Linked DNA regions of Sus scrofa: regions 1, 2 and 4 are each linked to region 3. The links are chromatin contacts, called in public targeted proximity ligation maps. All regions are on one chromosome and are shown on one strand. The core of a region is the stretch at or near the end of the contact, and the rest is flanking DNA. Distances in the headings are between cores, read along the strand shown. Region 1 overlaps ETV6 (transcription factor ETV6). Region 2 holds the start of ETV6 (transcription factor ETV6). Region 3 has its middle 59 kb from the start of BCL2L14. Region 4 overlaps LOC106507269 (a long non-coding RNA gene).

Region 1 (4,771 bases), core at 1,211-3,710, 280 kb after region 3:
ATTTTAGAAATGGCCATGTGCATGCTGGCGAGCCTACAAATGCCAACAGAGCAGTGGGTGGACAAGGCAGCAAATAAGGAAGGAAGGAAGGTAGGTACGAGGCACAGAAGCAGAAGCAGGAACTAGTGTCGTCACAAGGGGCCACATTTGGGACACGCGCCATCAATTACCCAGACACTTGCCCCTTCGTCCTAAGTAGAAGAGAAAGAACAGAGCCTTGCAACTTGCACTTCAATGACATTTTAGAGATGAAAGGTTTCATATCATTATCACAAGACATTAAAATCTAGGGACCAGGCATTCCTTTCCCTTAGGTTTCTTCAGTCAGTTCTAAAAATATTTTCAGCACATAGGGCAGTGGTGGGGAGCGATGGCTTGGAGATACTCAGGCCTGTTTTGAATCCTGGCTCTTGCACGGACTGCGTGACTCTGGACCAGTTACTTAAACTCCCCAAGCCTCAGTTTTTACCTCTATTAAACTAGTAATAACGAGACTGGCTCGGCAAAGATCCTAGCATGTGAAAAGCTTAATGCATGTCAATGACAAGAACATGCACCAGCGTGGCAGTAAATCTTTGGGCCAGACAGGTACACACATACAGATGTGGTCATTTCTGAGCTGGCTTGGTGGCTCCATCTGTGTGGGCTCAAGATATCCCATCATTTTACACGGAGGACTGTGCTGTAGAAGACACAACAGTCATGTAAAACTATTATCCATTAGAGAGATTAAGCCACTTTCAAATGCCTTTGCCTATCATCTGTTTTCAAGCAGAAAAAAAAAAAAATGGGAAAGAGAAATCAAAAGACTCAAAAAAAGACTCAAATCGTATAAAGATGCTGCAATAAGCAGAAGTTGCCACTGCCAGGTCAGCACATCTTGGGTCCATCAGCTAATCCATCCATCTCTCTGAGTTGGGGAGATACTGGAGGAGAGAGATTTCAAGATACTTTCTGTAACACTAGTAGCCACACTCTGCCTGACGAGGAAACACGCCTTTGCTTCTTTGGATGAGCACGGGAGAGGTCACAGCAGGAACGCCCAGTGGTCTGCTGGGCGGCGCTTTCCCTGCAGTCTGCTCCCAGCATGAGGGCAGGGGACCCTCTCTCAGCATAAGCTGCATGTGGATTTACAGATCAACTCTTCAATATTATCAAGCCTGGGGTCGGGGGTGTGGGAAGTGCCTGCCCTGCTCTAGTAATGAGCACATTACATTTCTTGCATTGAGGTAACTGGTTCTTGCTAATGACACCTCTTTCCCAACTGGTTCCATAAACATTCAGGGGCAGTGAAGCCCCATGTGGGTTGTTAGAGAGGGGACCTGCTGTATTTAAACAGAAGGGAAAGAAGGAAAATGAAGTGATGTGTCGACAGGCAGATTCCAGCAGTGGGGGTGTGTGGGGGGAGAGCAAAAGGAAGATAAAGAGGTCGATCAAGTCTATTCTGCACCTTCTATGTACCAGACACTTAGGATAGGATACCTTTCTGTTTCATAAATGAAGAAACCAATGAGTTGCAAGAACTTATTTATCCAGTGTCCCACAACAAGTGGGCTAGAATTTCAATCTAAGGAGGTTGGATTCCTAAGCCTTGATGCAACGTGTTCTCCCCGAATCAAGAGCAGGGACCCCCAGCAAAATGAAAAGTAGCACCACGGGCTCAGGCAAGATAGTAAAAGATCTATTAGAAAGTTTTTGAAAGTTCAAGTGTTTCATAAAGTGATTGCAAACCTGGAGGCGGGCAATTTAAATAGAAAAGAGACATCCGGGATAATGGATTTAGGCCCAGGATCAGGGCGTCCTAACAGCAAGGGTTGTTCCAGGTCCTCTAGGGACAGAAAGGGGAAGGTGTGTCTGTGTGTGAGGCACACCCAGAAACCCAGGGCAGTTGTCCGCGCCCTCCCTGGCACTTAAAAAGGACAAACAACACAGGGTGAGAGGGCAGAAGGCGACAGGTGGAAATGCCCTGGGTATGTGGAGAGATTTTTAAAAAGGAGACGGTCTCCTTTGTGTGTAGAGCTTTGGAGGAGACAGAGTCTGTTTTCTTTTCACCCTCCTGCTTCCTACTTCCTGCTTCTTTCCTCACGGTTGGGTGTGCGCAGAACGGGGCCCGAGAAATCGAGACCAGCATCCGCATTTTTCAGATGAAAAAAATCTGAGGCCAACAGAAGTATCTGCAATCACACTTCTTGTTTCAGAAATCAGGTAGTGATCAGTTCTTGTTTTCGTTTTCACCATGAAAAAGGGTAGCAGGAAAAAAAAAAAAAAGACCCCAAACACACAACCAAGAAGCCAGAAATTTTTGACCTTGCAGACCGAAAGCTATCCCCTCTTTATTTCAAATTGCTCTAATTTCATGGCTGTGTGTTCTGAATCTCCTACCAAGTGGCACCAGAGATGTGACTGCACTGAGCACACAGCATCATCGGGGTCACATCTCTGGCGGCCGGCCGGGCTGAAGGTCAGGACCATGAGGTGGGAGGGAGTCTCCTTGCCAGGGTGACCCGCCCTCCTGGATGATGCACCCTCTCGGCTGGGCTGGGATGGAGGTGATTCCTGGGAGGTGCCATTTCAAGGGCGAAACCAGGCCACATTGGTCCCCCTGTGGCCCTGAGTGGGGCCACATTCTCCACGGAGCTAATGGACCCGCACAGATAAGATACACTCGGCTGAGTGTTGGAGCTGGTATGACACGGGCAAAATGGCAGTTAACATTTCGAGTCTCTCAGAAAAGCAGCGGAATGAAGATTAATGACTGTAAAGGGCCCGAGCCCTTGGGGAGGAAGGTATTCTCAAAGTAGGAAGTGTTAAGTCCATAAAAGAAACAATATGAGAATGCAGTGGGGCTTTTTCATACCTAACAAGTATGACTAAACCTCTAAACACTTCCTGTTCCGTCCCATGTTTTTCTGAAATTTGCTTTTCCTTATTGGCCAAGAAGGTAGAAGAAAAAAAAAAAAAAAAACTATTCTCTCTCTCTTCTTCTTAAGAATAACAGTGGGGAATTTCAAAACCTCCAAAAAGACTTCTAAAGTTTGGCCAGCTCTTGCTGTCAGATAGAAGTGCTATGGACAAAAACACAAAGCCCTCCTTTTTCTCCATGAGCATCCTAAATTCTTGATATGTGTAGTCTGGGGCGAGCGGAAAACCATCTGATTAGAAAAGGTAAATACTTGCTTGTAAGGGGTACCCATTCATTCGGCCACCTAGCTGTAGTTAAAAAAAGATTTTTTTCCTGTGGTTATTAAACACTGTGATAGGTGCTGAAAATTTAACACGGAAGAAGGAGAACATAGTCTCATTCTACTTACCACAGGAACTCAAAGATCAAAAACCGGTTTTTGAGGAGTTCCCATTGTGCCATCGGCAGCATCTTGGGAGTGCTGGGATGCAGGTTTGATCCCACGTCTAGCACCGTGGGTGAAGGAAATGGCATTGTCACAACTGTGGCTCGGATCTGGTCCCTGGCCCAGGAACTCCAATGCCACAGGGTGACCGGAAAAGATTTTAAAAAAAAAAGGAAGGGAAAAAAAAAACCTGGCTTGTGAAATCCATGGTTGACAAGGGGGACCCCTGGGGGTGGGGATGGCCTGGGGACTTGGGATCAGCATAGGCACCCTGAGGTGTGTGGAATGACTGGCCCAGGGAACTCTGCCCAATGTTCTGTGATCATCTTGAGGGAAAAGAACCTGAATGAGAACGGACGTGTGTACAGGTGTGGCTGCATCGCTCTGCTGTACAGCAGCACCACAACCCTGTCAATTAACTATACGTTCATAAAAAACTTTTTAAAAAATGATAAAAAAAAAAAAAACCTGGTTACTGGACTTATTTCTGACTTCTCTTATTGCAGCAGAGGAAGAGTCACCCTAACATAAAGCCTCATACTGACATCATTTCTCCCAGGCGGTACTTCCCAATCACAAAGAGCAGTGCCACAAAAGGCAGCCTTGCTTTCCCCTTTTCTGGGTCACCAAACACATGGGAGGCACCTGGCCTAGAATGGGGAGAAAGGATGTGAGTCAGGAGGGGGATACACCGGGGAGCGTGTCACTGGGTTCCCCCACTCAAAGAACAGCTTAAAGCTGCCCTCTACACACATTTGCAAAAGGCATCCTTCCACCTCTCTAATCTCCTAGAAGCAGGATTTGCACATTACAATGTCATTCTCTAGGGAAGGGCAAAGGGCAGCCCACTGAGGGCCCCAGGGAAAGGCTTTCTCTCGGTCCACTTCCACCCCATGGGTGGACTGTTGGACCCTCCAAACCAAAAGGGGGAAATCAAACCAAACACACACATCCCGCCATGTACTTGAGGGGCGAGAGCTGTTGCTACCATTCTCTGCACCCGTAGGATAGAGGCTAGAGGGCTGGAGAGGAAGGGTCATGGGAAGCAGAGCAGGAACCCTGCCGGATGTCCACCCAGTGGTCCGTCCAGGTAACGGTGCCATCTCGCCACAGGGTCCACAGACACTGAACTCAACTCTCCCCATGGGCTATGATGGACGGACCTTCAGTCCCTAGAACCCCCGGTCCTGCCTGCAGGTGGGCCTCCTGGGAGCTCTCAGGGGCCGTAGTGACCTGGAGCTTTGTACATACTACAATTGGCCTCTATGAGTTTAGCAATTCCAGACGAGGTGCCTTCCTGGACTTCCTCTGTTTATACGAGACTTGTCAAGCAGGTTGTGCTGCTTTTCTGCCACTTGGCCTTCCAGACACCTCCCAAAGGCCAAGGTATCAGGAAGCAAGAGAGGGAATAAGGTTTCCCCACC
Region 2 (4,511 bases), core at 1,719-4,218, 360 kb after region 3:
GAAACTTTCGCCCTGGAAATTCCACCTAACTCGTCCACTTCTCTCTTCTGGCAGCACTGACGCTGCTCAGAAGTAAACAAAGTACTTCCCTCGGTGGCTGCCTCTGGTCAGACTCCTCTGTGCTCCATCACACCAGCTGTGGAGGAATTTACTGCCTGCTGACCAGCTGCTCGTAAGCCATGAAAGCCAGGGAGGAAGGTTTCAGGACTGGGCTGAAACCCTGCTACCCCAAGAAATCTCCTTCCATGTCACACTTCTTCAGGATGTCAGACCTATCCGCTCATCCTTGAAAGCTCCTGACATTCATTCCCTGCTCCACAGGAAAGTTTCTTGTTTACTGGACTCAAGAAGCAATTCCAGTACTTGCTTGTGGGCCCCCAGCAAACATCTTTTATTACGCAGTCACTGTACCACATCCAAGGACGAAGAGAGACACTGCACACACCACCAGAACATTTTCAGACCAGCTAAAATAATCCCAGTCCTTGATCTCCAGCACTTCTTATTGGAACACTGCAAACTAAACAAACTCCGCGGAGAAATGCACTTCCCATATGTGCATTTAAACCTCAACACAGTCTAAGCAAACAGTCACGTGCTGGTTCCGTAAAGAACAATCCCAAATAAAAGCAATACTTCCATTACTGGTAAAGAACATTAAGTCTATTCTAATTGCAGAGAAATACACAGTCAAGGAAAGAGGCTCCTGAAAAGAAGTGAGAGGGTAAATAAGGGGAAAAAAAAGATATGCCAACTATGGCGGCAATGCTTATATCACATTTAAAAGAGTGCGCCATTTGGGACTGGTTCCATCCACGTGTGCAAGGGAAGGGCTGCTGGAATCTTCTTCCACGGCGGGGTGCCTGCAGCACCCACACATAAGCCCCTCAGAAAGGCAGGCACACGCAATTGCTTTAGAAGAGGTATCAAGAAAAGTCACAGGCTTGCTTTTTGTTGTTTTTCACCCTAAAATTACTGTCCTATAGCTGGTCCAGTTCTCTGGAGCTCAAGTTTACTGCCATCGAACCATATAAAATTTACTGATTTAATACCCCATCACTTAGTTACCACTGCTTGGGTTATGACTTATCAGATAAACTAGCTTGGCTGTATGGTAGGACTTTCTTGAACTTTCCCAGACTCCTAGAATAGAGTTTACACAGCAAAAGAAATTGAAGTATCAACCTACTTAAGTTTTTTACCCCAACACCCCCTCTACCACAGACTTAACTGCTGCCTCCCCCCAGATAGGTACAAACACAGAAACCCGAAAGTTCCCCTGGGTGTTTTTTGCCAGGTAAAAACAATTAAACCCAACCCACCTTTTCAAGTTCACATTAACCCTACTTCAAACCCATGAGAATCCTCCCTGATTAAAAAAAACCCACTAAAACCTGAGTATAATTGTGAAAGCCTAATAAGCAAATATGATAAAATACTGTGTTCCCGCTAAACAGATTCTGCAGAAAAGCAATGTTAAAACAGTACAGGTTTCTCGAATTCCCCACCAATGAAGAAAACCAGTTATTTGTTCCTTGTTGCTGCAGGGTCCACTCAATAAATGCATCTTAAATGGGCCAAGCCATAAACAAACAAACTTCAGCAGCTTCAGCCTCTCACAGAAGCAGCAAGGCTTTTCCATCTGGGTACATGGGACAGTGAAATGAAAGTGTACAACAAAAGCAGCAATGGCAAAAATAACTGGGGGAGATGGATAAATCATTCTGCCTCCTCACGGTGGCAAACTTTACGGCAACTTTTTAGAAGCAACAAACCGCAGCACCACTAGCCTTTACAGACACACACATACACATATATAAATGCACAAATACAACCACTTGGAAGCTAAGTACTGTGTTTGCAAACATCCTCCACCCTCCTGCACTTACAATACTGCAAACCATGGCCAGAAAGCCGGGAGATTTCTACGCTTAGATATCCTCTCTGCACTGTCAAACCGGGAAGGTCATTTTTCCTGGTCACTTAAATAATTCTCTCTCCCTGCATCGCAGGAGTTTTTTACTTTGGGATTGCTCAACTTTCAGATGCATCCGAGTAAAACAACCATTCAGCAACTTTATTCACCTTGGTTTAAAAAAAGAAACAAACAAACAAACAAAAAGAAAGAAATTCATTGTGCAATGCCCAGGAAAAGCTGACACCACGACTGTCTCTTCCACAAGCGCTTGCAATTACAATCGGGGTTGGGGGTGGGGGGAGGAATCTGTCTGATCAGACTCCGGGAGCCTTTCTTTCTTTCTTTCTTTCTTTTTTTTTTTTTTAAAGAAATGATTCCAACCCCAATGGGGCTGGAGAACTTTTTTTTCTAAGGAGACCACCCCTCGGGAACAAAAGTTACATTTTGGTCACATGTTGGGAGTAGGAGCAGGGAGCAGGTTTTTTAAAAAGAGCACTAATTACGGGGCTGTTTTACGGTCCTAGACACCACTCGGGATCCTCCTGACCGATGGTGACGGGCATTTCACCGTCAAAAAGAAAGGGGGTGGGGTGGGGGCGCAGGAGCCGGCAGGGGGCTCGGCGGGAGGGGGGAGTAGCAAGGTTACGCTAAAGGGTACGGCAGCCGCCGCGAGCTGCATCTCCTTCCCCGGCGCCCCAAATAATTTCCTGCGAACAGAGCGACTGCAGCAGCCCCCTCGGAACTGGAGAGCCCAGCAGGACTGGCCGGGCCAGTGCAGCTCAAGGTTTTCCACCCCGGAGAGGGAGGGGGAGAAGATCTTTACCTTAATGCTACACTGAGCAGGAGTCTCAGACATGTCTCACAGCGAGAGAGATCAGGAAGTTCTCAGTTTTTTTCCACTTTCCTTTCCTCTCCCCAACCCAGAAACGCTCCACGGCCAGCCGGACGCGGTCATTTAAGAAGTTTCTTGCAGCATCTCTCCCGGCGGCCGCCCCGGGGGGCCGCGAGCGCGCGGGGCGGGGCGGGGCGCCGGCGGAGTCGCCGCGCGGGGCGGCGGGGGCGTGGGAGCCGGGCGGCGCGGCGGCGGGGTCTGCAGGTCGCGGCGCGGCACGGCGACCCGGGGCGCAGCCCGGCCGGCCTCCCGCTCTCTCCTCCCACCCGGGCCGGCGCCCCCGCCCCCCGCCCTCCCGCCGCTCTCCCTCGCTAGTTCTCTCGAATGTTTTCCTTCCTGGAAGAGAGAAACTGAAAGGCAGAACTGAGAAAGCTCTTTGCTCATTGATCTTGAGAGTTTCAGTGCAGAAACTGACGTGAATTCCCAGCACTGAGCTCTGCCTCTTAAAGGAGCCACCAGGAAATAAAAGCTCGGGTTACAGGCCGGCATCGGGGAAATAAAAGCCGCGCTGGGGGAGGGGCGGCGGCAGCGGCGGGGGCGCGGGCGGAGGATCCCGGGGGAGCGGGGCCGCGTGAGGCCGCGGTGGCTAACGAGGCGGGCGGCGCAGCCCCCTCCGGCCAGCGCTGGGCTTCCCAGGCTGGGCCGGGCCGCGCCAGGCTCGTGGAAGACACGCCAAGAAAGGTTCCATCGGGGCCCCAGAAACCTCAAAACAGGTTTTATTAAGCGCCCCCCCTCCCCGAGCTCCGTCTCTCGGATACTTTGGAAGGCACAAGGGTTTTTTTGTATTTTTTCCCCGCCGAGCGGAGACGCAATGAAAATAATTATATAGGAAAGGGCATTCCGGTAAGGACGCGGAATCCGAAGGAGGAAATAAAACAATAGCCTTTGTTCTGCTTCTCGACCGCGGCCTCTTTAAGAGAATCCACCAGGAAATGGGAGATCGGGTTACAGCCCGCACCGGGGAAAAGGGGCTAGCGAGCGAGCGCCGGAGCGCGACGCTGGAGACAAAGCCGGGAGGCCGCCCGCAGACGCCGAGCCCCGTGGGCCGGGGAATCCCCGCGAAGGTGGGCGCCCCGAAAAGGGGAGGCGCGCTTGCCGGGGATGCGGCCGCCGCGGGCGCTGCCCCAGCCCCGCATGCGTTGTGGAGAAGGGAAGGCTGCCGGGCAGTTATCAAAGGCAGTTGAGTTCCTTTTCCTGACACCCCCCCCCCCTTCCTCCGGGTTTCGAAATCCGCTGTCCTTTTAAAGAAATAGCGGCCGCTACCAACCGAAATAGGTGACTCGACTACTGAGTTGACAGGACGCGTGCCTGGAGATAATACTCCTCCCCGGGACCACAGCTCTGAAACCGTCATTGGCGGATAGGATGCCCCCGGGATCCTGCCGGGGGAGGAATATTTGGTGGAAAAAAAAGAAACAACAAAAACACTTAGAGGAGGTTTCGAGCCAGTCGGGCTGAGGGTTCTAGCCTTGAGTGCACGTACTCTGATCACTCTACTGTTTCTATTGTTATTTATAGTCTCTGAAAATGTTTGCAAGCGTCCACTGCAGAAAGTTGAGAGCATTATGCCTAAATTCTAAACCCTTATCATACGTATAGGTTTGATGTATGGATGTGTATTAAATTACAGATAGGTAAGTACATCTGTATAAATATAATGCGTGTTATGTAGTATATACAGGTATACCAGGACAGATTTCC
Region 3 (4,311 bases), core at 202-2,701:
AGAACGTTGGCGGAATACATTCCCCCCCCCCCCCCCCGGAGTCTTTTCCCTTCCAATTCTGCCTTTGATTTCAGATTTCCACTGATAACTGCTGAATTAGGAGAGCACGCCTTCTAGGATGTTCTGGAGGCGGTGGGGGAGCCGTGATGATGTCATTTTCCCTGAGGAACTTGTACACTGTGACATCCCTCCTTTTTTTTTTTTTTTTTTTTTTTTTTTTTTTTTGGTCTGTCCAGGGCTGCACCTATGGCATATGGAGGTTCCCAGGCTAGGGGTCTAATCAGAGCTGTTGCTGCCGGCCTACACCAGAGCCACAGCAACGCCAGATCTGAGCCATGTCTGCAACCTACACCACAACTCATGGCAATGCTGGATCCTTTAACCCACTGAGCAAGGCCAGGGAGCGAACCTGCAACCTCATGGTTCCTAGTCAGGTTCATTTCCGCTGAGCCACGACGGGAACTCCTTTCCTTCATTTTTTTTTTCAAGTTTTATTGACGTATCGTTGATTGACAAGGTTGTGGTCATTTCTGTTGTGCTACAAAGGGATTGATTCACTTATACACAAACACACATCTATTCTCTTACAGAGTCTTTTCCCACATGGGTTATCACAGAATGTTGGGTAGAATTCTCTGATGACACCCCTCTTTGAGTTGACCCGGCTGGATCCTTTCTACTTGTTTAGCTTCAGCTTTGAAGCGGAACATCTATTTGCCTGTCACACACTGGTCTCTTCGGGTGTCCAACTCATTCTGGTTTGCTGGGGACTTTCCTAGTTTTCATAACGAAAGTCCTGCCTCCTGTGTATCCTTTTAGTCCCAGGCAGACTTGGGCTGTTGGTCACCCCAGATGTCCGTGAAGTGCTGGGACGGTTTGATGTGTGCACAGAACATTCTAGATGGTCCTGGGTAGGAAATGCATTTGCTGCAACAAAGCATAGCTCTTGTCCTCTCTGCCCAGACTGAGAGGGGCGCCTAAGGCCTGGGGAGGGGTGGAGGGCACAAGGCAGAGCCCAGTGTGGCTTTGTGTGTTGTCCCCATGGAGGTCACCCCAGGGCAGAAAGTGCCCAGCAGATAGAGGTGCTTCAAGCAAAGCTGCAGTCATCCAGCCATCTCCTTGTGGGACGGAGCCGGGCCTCCCAGGATTCATTGAATGGAGAAGCTGATGGGGAAATCCAGGAACTCGCAACCCCAGGTCAAGCTGGGCTCTCCCTCCCAGAGGCCACAGCCCATCACGTGCCGAAGTTTCCTGGGAGCGCTGCTCTTCCCAGGCTGCTTCCCTGTCACCGGCTGATGCTGCAGGAAGCTGGGGGAATCAAAAGAGCCGGAGCCACAGTCCTTCATGAAAACATGGGGTGTAAAACAAATGACCTCGGGTATCCTGAGGGGGGGTGTGGGCACAGAGGGCACGTGGAGGATTTCTCCCACTTTCCCCGCACTCCCGGCTCACCCCCTGGGGGGAGGGTGCAGGGTGGTGAAATCAAGCCTCGGTTCACTTCCTGTATGAAGCCCAAGGAAGTCTTTGGCAAATCTAATCCAAAAGTTATTGCTCAGGCCCAAATCCAGCAACCCCTTCATGCCCCCTTCCCCCAGGAAAGGTTAAATAGTTCCCACAGGGTGCAAGAAAGGGTTATTGAAAACAGCAGTTTTTTTTTTTTTTTTTTTTTTTTCCTTAACTTCAGCACTTCTGGTAAATCTCTGATCCAGCATCTAGTGGTTAACCACTGATACAGGAAATGACATTTAACGTTTTTATCACTCAGCCAGAAATGGAAGAACAAGGCAAGTCTGTGTTTAGGGAAGATGGATGGCTGCCCACCACCTTCATCTTAAAGGCGCGCCGGCTCTTTTCCCAGTTGCTCTGGGTGTTGGCTCACATCCCCCTTGGGCTGCTCCATGCTGACTGTGAAGAGGAAAGGCGGCAGAACGTTCAGGGCCTTGCTGCGCAGAAGGGGAGCCCAACTGTTGTCAGCTGTTGAGCGGCCCTGGGTTCCCCTTTTGCAGGAGCCGTTGCGTGTGGGGACAGGCAGGCAGGAAGTGAGTGTGGATGCCCTCGGTCCCAGGCGCCACAACCACAGCATCAGCCTGGGCTGGCGGAGCCCGGGGCCACCCGGTCGGAGTGAGGCTTTGAATGGAGCCCCGTCCACTGCTAAGCGGAGGATGGTCTGCACGGGGTCATCGCCTCCTCGCAGACAATCCGCGAAGCAAGAGCGTCGAACACCACAAACCACAGCAAGACAGTGCATTTGGTTTCGCTTGCAGTTTCCCTGGGTCACTGGGTTCTTCTCCATCGCTTTGTTGTTGTTGTTGTTGTTGTTGCCTTTTTTGGATGAGGGGTTTTCAGTGCAGCTGCAAAGTGGATTCCTTGTAAGAACAAAAATAACACCACCAACAACAGTAATAAACACTGAGATTGTTGAGTGGTAAATAGTCCAGATGCATGATCTTTACTTGCTCAGAGTCTAGAGCTGGTTGGCACCATAGCCAGGCAGGAGTTGAACCCAGGTGTGTGGTTGCCAAAGCCATCCTGCCCTCTGGTCATCTACTAGCAAGCCTGACCCCTGCCACACCCACTGGGCAGAGAATTGGGAGCCCCAGGGTCCTAACAGTGGGCACCCTGCCAGAGTGGGGGTGAGGAAGGTCAGTCAGTGCCTTGTTGGCAAAGATGGGTATCTTCCCATATTAACTAGGGCCCCAGGGTCTCTGATAAAATCTCTGGGTGCCGCCCTTTGCTTAGCAGGAACTCAGATGATCCTGATTTTGTGAGGAGTCACTCAGGTGCAAATTCCCCCTCGTCCTCCTGCTCTCTGCCATCTTCCTGCGAAGATTCCTGCCCTTCGGATATGTCTCCATCATCACAGCTGGCAGGATGGCGCAGTGGGCAAGCCCTGCCCTGGAAGGCAGGGAAGTTGGGTTCTGTGTCCCCTCTATGAAGCTGATGGCTTGGCGAGTCCCCTCTTTTCTGCTCTTCATTGTCTGGGGAGGACAGAGGTGAGGGCTGCTCACAGCCTCTTGGCACTTCAGTTCACCCATCTGTGTACTTGCTCTGCAGAGTAAGGACATCGAAAGAGCTCTGAGAAGAAAATTTATTCTTCCTTGGCATTCCGTTGTGGCTCAGTGGATAAGAACCTGACCAGTATCCATGAGGGCTCGGGTTTGATCCCTGGCCCTTAACCAGTGGGTTAAGGATCTGGCGTTGCTGTGAGCTATGGTGTAGGTTGCAGATGTGGCTTGGATCTGGCGTGGCTGTGGCTGTGGCTGTGGTGTAGGCTGGCAGCTGCAGCTCTGTTTTGGCCCCTAGCCTGGGAACTTCCATATGCCATGGGTATGGCCCTAAAAAGACAAAAAAAAAAAAAAAAAAAAAAAAAGAAAAAAACCAGAAAAGAAAATCTATCCCTCCAAGCTGACACACCCCTCCGTGCAGAGAAATAAGTTGCCGTTTGGCCTCAAAAAGCCTTCCTAATAGGACAGACTTGCACGTGAGTGTTACAGCCCCAGGAGCCTCCCCACAACCCATCTGTGTGACTTTGTACCAGAGCAAAGAGACGGAAGAGACTGATTACCACTCGGGCTCACTTGGCGGGGGGGGGGGGGAGTCTCTGGTCCTCCCCAGGGGGAAGCTTCTTCTCCAGGACCCATGTCTTCTCCATGCCTTCTCTGCAGTGCTTTCACCCTGCGGACCAAAGCAGAGTGATCAGAGATTTGTCTGGTGACAAACGCTGAGGCCTGTCTCCTGAGCTGGGTGCTCGGGAGCAGAGAGCACCCTGTCCTGTTCTCTGAGCTCAAGGGACGATGGGCTTCCCGATGGTGCTCATCTACTGCTGTCTACTCCTATTCTAGAATTATTTGGTGGAAGCTTACAAAACACCCATGTCCAGACCCGCCTTAAGAGCTTCTTGTTTAATTGGCATGTGTCTTTTTTTGCATAAAGTCCCCAGATGATTCTAACATGCAGCTGGGGTAGAGAGCCTCTGATCTAAATGGAGATACAGATAAGTTAAAAACAAACAAACAAACAAGCTACAATGCAGAGGATTCTATGCTCTGATTTTGGCAAATACAAGTGGCCATGGGTGCACCTAGTGAGGGCCCCTTAACCAGAAAGAGTTGGGAGATTTTGTGAAGTGGGCAGTGTCGCTGCTGAGAGGTCCGAAGTAGAAATGGACCAGGTGAAATCAGGACTAAGTGGAGGTGAGGTTAAAGCAGCTTTCCAGGGAAGGCAAGTAGCATTTTCCAAGTTCAGGAGTGAAAATAGCAAGGTTCTCCTATGGGACTGGAGTAGTTCAGAGTGGTTGCCAAAGCCAGGTTG
Region 4 (4,927 bases), core at 1,863-4,362, 420 kb after region 3:
AAGAAGGTGACATTTTAAGACTAGGTAGGATTTCTATCTCCGATTAGTGGAGAGAAAATGACAAGAACAGAGTCAGGAAAGTTCAGAAAATATTTAGCAGTAGGTGAGTGGTCATGTTTGGTGGAAGGGTCTACTAGGAGAGATGAAGCAGAAAAGGAAGACATTGCCAAATCACAGGGTATTTGAGCCTGTTTGAGCAGCTTCTTTTTTATTCTGTGCATCCTAGGGAGCCACTGAAGGTTGTTGAGGAGAAGGTTGGCCCATTTGGTATGAGCGTTCTCTTAGAACTTTTTTCTAGAAAGTTCTTTGACAGAAATTGGAAGATGTTTAGAGGAGGTGAGACTGCAGTCTGGGAATATAGTAAAGAAGCCATTATGCAACCTAAGATCTGAACCAGGTGAAGAAAATGAGATACATCTCAAGGGTGTTAAGAGGTAGAACCCACATGATTTGGCAACTGATTAAATGCTTGATTAAATGCTTTCCTGTGTGCTCAGGGGAAGAAGGATCACATGAAAAGATTTATGTTTGGGTTTTGTAAATGATAAAGACTCGATTTATCTAAAAAGTAAAAAAAAACAAAAACAGAAAAAAATAGGGGAATTTATTTGTAAAATTTGATTTACTACATAACTTTAGGAAGCACAGACATAGAGCCAGGGAGGGTCAACTGAGTCAAGGCCTCAGCTGTCATTTTTCCTCCATATCCTCTCTTTGAAGATAGTCTTTATTCTTTTCTACTATGAGCAGCACTTCCATGCTTGAGGAGCCTCACAATAGCTGTTAGCTAAGGGGCTGAAGAAGAATAGGGTTTTCCTGGGTCAGTTTGGACTTTTCCAGAGATGGACACTGGTGGAGGAACTTGAGTCACGTATCTTTTTCCTGGACCAGTCATTGGACCTTACATATGGGGTGCTGCTTTTGGAGGATCCCACTAAAAAATCATGGTCGGCGGTAAAAAAAGGTATCACAGACATGGCCAGGGGGAACTCCTTGTGCATCATGGCACCCTCTTAGCTTTCCCAAGGAAGACTGAGGAATATCAATTGTGACCAAAGTTCTGGGCCAGAGGATTGGTGATGCCTTTAACAGATGGAGAAATGGGTTTGGGCAAAGCGATGAATTTTAGTTTAGACATCTTATTTTTTTAAGGTGTATCAGGATGTCTGTGTGGCATTGTACAAGAGGTCCTAAGAAACTGGGGTCTTTTGTTCTTAGGAGAAGTCGATTTAAAAACTGTAAATTTGGGAGTTCCTGTCATGGCTCAATGGTTACTGAACCTGACTAGCATCCATGAGGACGCAGGTTTGATCCCTGGCCTCGTTCAGTGGGTTAAGGATCTGGCATTGCTGTGAGCTATGATGTAGGTCACAGATGCAGCTCGGATCCCTCGTTGCTGTGGCTGTGGCGTCGGCTGGCAGCTACAGCTCCGATTGGACCCCTAGCCTGGGAACCTCCATATGCCTCGGGTGCAGCCCTAAAAAGACAAAAAGACCAAAACAAAACAAAACAAGACAAAACAAAAAAAAAACCCCTGTAGATTTGGGAGTCATCAGCATTGAGGTCATGATGAAACTAAATGGATAAGATTGCTCAGAGAAGATGAATTCAGAGAGGAGGTTGGGAGGCAGAATCTAGGAAATTTCCATCATTTGAATGGAGGCCTAAAAGGATAAGACAAAGTAGACTGAGAAGGAATTATTGTGACCAAATAACAATATCTAAGAGGAGGAAATGGGTAAGAAAATGTCTAAAACTCACTGAGAGTGTTGCAGGTTCCTTTTTATCTTCTTTATCAAATCAGCAAGTCTCTCTGGAGTATGTATCAGGATTGCACCACTTTGACAGGGCACCAAGGGAGACAGAAAAGAAGGAGAAAACAGACCTTTTCCTGGAGCAAAGAAACTTGCAAACTCCCAAGAATAGGGTAAGGCGATGGCAGGTCACTTAAGCATGCACTCAGGTAAGGACCAGAACAGCTTTGGCTGGCTGGCACATGGCTAATATTTGGCCCATCTGCCGCCTTTGGCATATATGCCAGATGTTGCAGTAAGACAACTACGGGAAGAACAGAACTAGGGGAAGCATTTGCTTGTTAGTTGGTTGTAATAGAAAATTACATATGGGACATAATGCCTAATGACTAAATAGGTGATATCAAAGGGTAATTACCTTCCTGTCTCAAAGAGGCTAGGCTTGAAAACATCATATAATATGTTCACAATGCTATAAATCAGCTATAATTCAATAAAATGTTAAAAAATCATTTAATAATTGTCATTATCTTATTTCTTTAATATTTATTTAGTTAGTTATTTTTGCTTTTTAGGGCCACACCTGTGGCATATGTAGGTTCCTAGGCTAGGGATCTAATTGGAGCTATAGCTGCCAGCCTACCCCACAGCCACAACTACGCCAGACCCAAGCCTCCTCTGCCACCTACACCACAGTTCACGGCAACGCTGGATCCTTAACCCACTGAGCGAGGTCAGAGATCAAACCCGAAACCTCATGGTTCCTAGTTGGATTCATTTCCCCTGTGCCACGACACGGAATGCCAATTATTTTAAAGAAAGCAATCCCTTTAGTTTGGGCAATGGCTTTTATTTACATTTTCTTTTTTCCAATTAAATTTCTTTAGCAAGTGATAATAGATTGGTAAGCGGTGTCATTACGTAGCAGGAGAATCACTCCACAAGATGGTAGGAAACTGAGAGACCACCACTGTCCTCCCACCTCTATTCCATCACACCTACAAAGCTGTATGCTCCAGCCTTACAACCTTAAATAAAATCACTTAATCTCTGTGATTCAGTTGCCTCATCTAATAAAACAAAAATGACCATACCTCATTGGTCCCAAGGGCAGGGACTATATGGGTGATTTCTTGAGTTTCCTTCTGCTGTGATTATGATCAGTCATGTGACACGTGTGCAAGGAATCCTTTTTAGCAGGATTGGTTCCTGCCTCCAAAGAGCCTACCGTCTGCTGGGGAAACAGGAAACACACAATTACAATTTAACACAAAATGTCTGTAGTGGAGGCAGATGAGATACACAGGACAGAGAAGGACTAGATTCACACATCAGTCCAGGGAAGTGAGGGGACTTCCTTAGGGGAAGTAACACTTGAGCTGAGCCTGAACGGAGTTCCCACACCATCAAGAGAACAGGGGTTCCAACTGGAAGAACAGCACATTTTAAAGAGGAGACTTGTCTGGAGGAAGAACCAAAAGTAAGTTCACATGAGTGGGAGACAGCGAACAAAGCACGAAGTTGCGAAAATGTGGGGCTGGCAGATAGTTAGAAATTACTCAAGATAACCATTGAGCACTCACTGGTGGAAGGGCAGTAGCCTAGATGCTGGCTGATTAGGAATTCTGAATTTCTGGAGAAGCATTTGAGAAGACTTCAAACCAGAGTTAGGAAGAACAAAAATAAAGCTAGTGAGAGAATCCAGGGAAGACACAGGAAAAATCTATGAGAGACCATGGCTGTGGGAGAAGAGAACTATTTAGGAGACAGAATCAACCCTTAGTTTATGGGATGAGGGTTAAGGAGCAGGGAAGAATAAAGAATCACTTTCCCACTTCCTGCCTTTAGGAAATTGGGTGGCTGATGGTGGCATTCACTGAGGTAGGAGTTGGTGGAGAAAGGGTTGGCCCTCATCTTTGCCCCTGCTTTTGTTTTATGGAGCAATCACCGTCCCGATATATTTCTGAAGATACTGAAGTACTTGCGTTTGTTTTCCTTTCAAATTCCCTTGCCTTCTGTAGAGTTTGGAGTCTGTGAGGAGACTGGGTTTCTTTCAGGCAGATGCATTAAGCCTGTCCTTGGCTGTGGTCTCCGTCTCAGGTGTCCTAGGCTGCAATGTTCTTCCTGAGCATACTTCCCTCTCCATCTACCTCCTGCTTCCAGAACTTTGTTGAAATCTTCACTCTTCTACTTCTCTCCCATGCTCTTGTTGGGTGGGGTTGGGAGGGTCATGCTTTCTTATTTCTTTCCTATAATTTTATTTATTTATTTAGTCTTTTTGTCTTTTTAGGGCCGCACCCGCGGCATATAGAGGTTCCCAGGCTAGGGGTCCAATCGGAGCTGTAGCCACCGGCCTACGCCACAGCCACAGCGACACCTGCAACCTACACCACAGCAATGCCGAATCTTTAACCCACTGAGTGAGACTAGGGATCAAACCTGCGTCCTCATGGATGCTAGTCAGGTTCCTTAACCGCTGAACCACGACGGGAACGCCATTATTTCTTTACTTTGATTTGAATGATTTTTCTGAAAAAGGATAAATGGATACACTCAATCTACCATCTTCAACCAGAAGCTCCTGAATTTGAGCTCCGATATGATGTATTTAAGGTAGCTATGGTGCGTCTAGATAGAGATTTAGAGTATGTATGTGTGAATTAGCTGTATGTCTGAACCTGGTGTTCAAGAGACAAACCGAAATTAAAGGTAAAGATCTGGATTCCTGGTATAGAAGTAATGGGTGGGGATGAGACTGCCTAGGGAGAGCTTGCAGGATGGGAAGAGAATAGGAGTCTGACCCTGGGGACCATCACTATTTAAGATAATTGTCTTGGAGTTCCCGTCGTGGCGCAGTGGTTAACGAATCCGACTAGGAACCATGAGGTTGCGGGTTCGATCCCTGCGCTTGCTCAGTGGGTTAACGATCCGGCGTTGCCGTGAGCTGTGGTGTAGGTTGCAGACACGGCTTGGATCCCGCGTTGCTGTGGCTCTGGTGTAGGCCGGTGGCTACAGCTCCGATTGGACCCCTAGCCTGGGAACCTCCATATGCCGCTGGAGCGGCCCAAGAAATAGCAACAACAAAAGAGAAAAAAAAAAAATGTCTAAGATTATTGTCTTTAGGGTACAGTATTATTCCTCTAGAGTTAGGGAGACTAATGCTATCTTAGAAC

The links.
Region 1: a targeted proximity ligation map of alveolar macrophages shows a contact between it and region 3. A contact is called at or near these places in 2 of 47 Hi-C or Micro-C datasets (embryonic fibroblasts and subcutaneous adipose tissue) and 1 of 2 datasets of targeted methods (alveolar macrophages).
Region 2: a contact with region 3 is called in a targeted proximity ligation map of alveolar macrophages. A contact is called at or near these places in 1 of 5 promoter capture datasets (fetal liver), 9 of 47 Hi-C or Micro-C datasets (blood, embryonic fibroblasts, fetal heart ventricle and 4 more) and 1 of 2 datasets of targeted methods (alveolar macrophages).
Region 4: a targeted proximity ligation map of alveolar macrophages shows a contact between it and region 3. A contact is called at or near these places in 5 of 47 Hi-C or Micro-C datasets (blood, embryonic fibroblasts, heart right ventricle and 2 more) and 1 of 2 datasets of targeted methods (alveolar macrophages).

What each region holds. Positions count from the first base shown.
Region 1 is chr5:60,689,036-60,693,806 of Sscrofa11.1, forward strand. All of the region lies in intron 1 of ETV6 (transcription factor ETV6), which reads right to left. Among named protein-coding and RNA genes, the nearest start is that of ETV6, 85 kb to the right of the region's middle.
Region 2 is chr5:60,773,824-60,778,334 of Sscrofa11.1, forward strand. ETV6 (transcription factor ETV6) reads right to left here and starts at 2,969. Exons shown (of 8, transcript XM_005652587.3): 1 at 2,742-2,969. The coding sequence starts at 2,774.
Region 3 is chr5:60,414,625-60,418,935 of Sscrofa11.1, forward strand. No RefSeq gene overlaps it. Among named protein-coding and RNA genes, the nearest start is that of BCL2L14, 59 kb to the left of the region's middle.
Region 4 is chr5:60,836,264-60,841,190 of Sscrofa11.1, forward strand. It overlaps LOC106507269 (a long non-coding RNA gene), which reads right to left. Exons shown (of 5, transcript XR_002344104.1): 2 at 2,849-2,988. Among named protein-coding and RNA genes, the nearest start is that of ETV6, 62 kb to the left of the region's middle.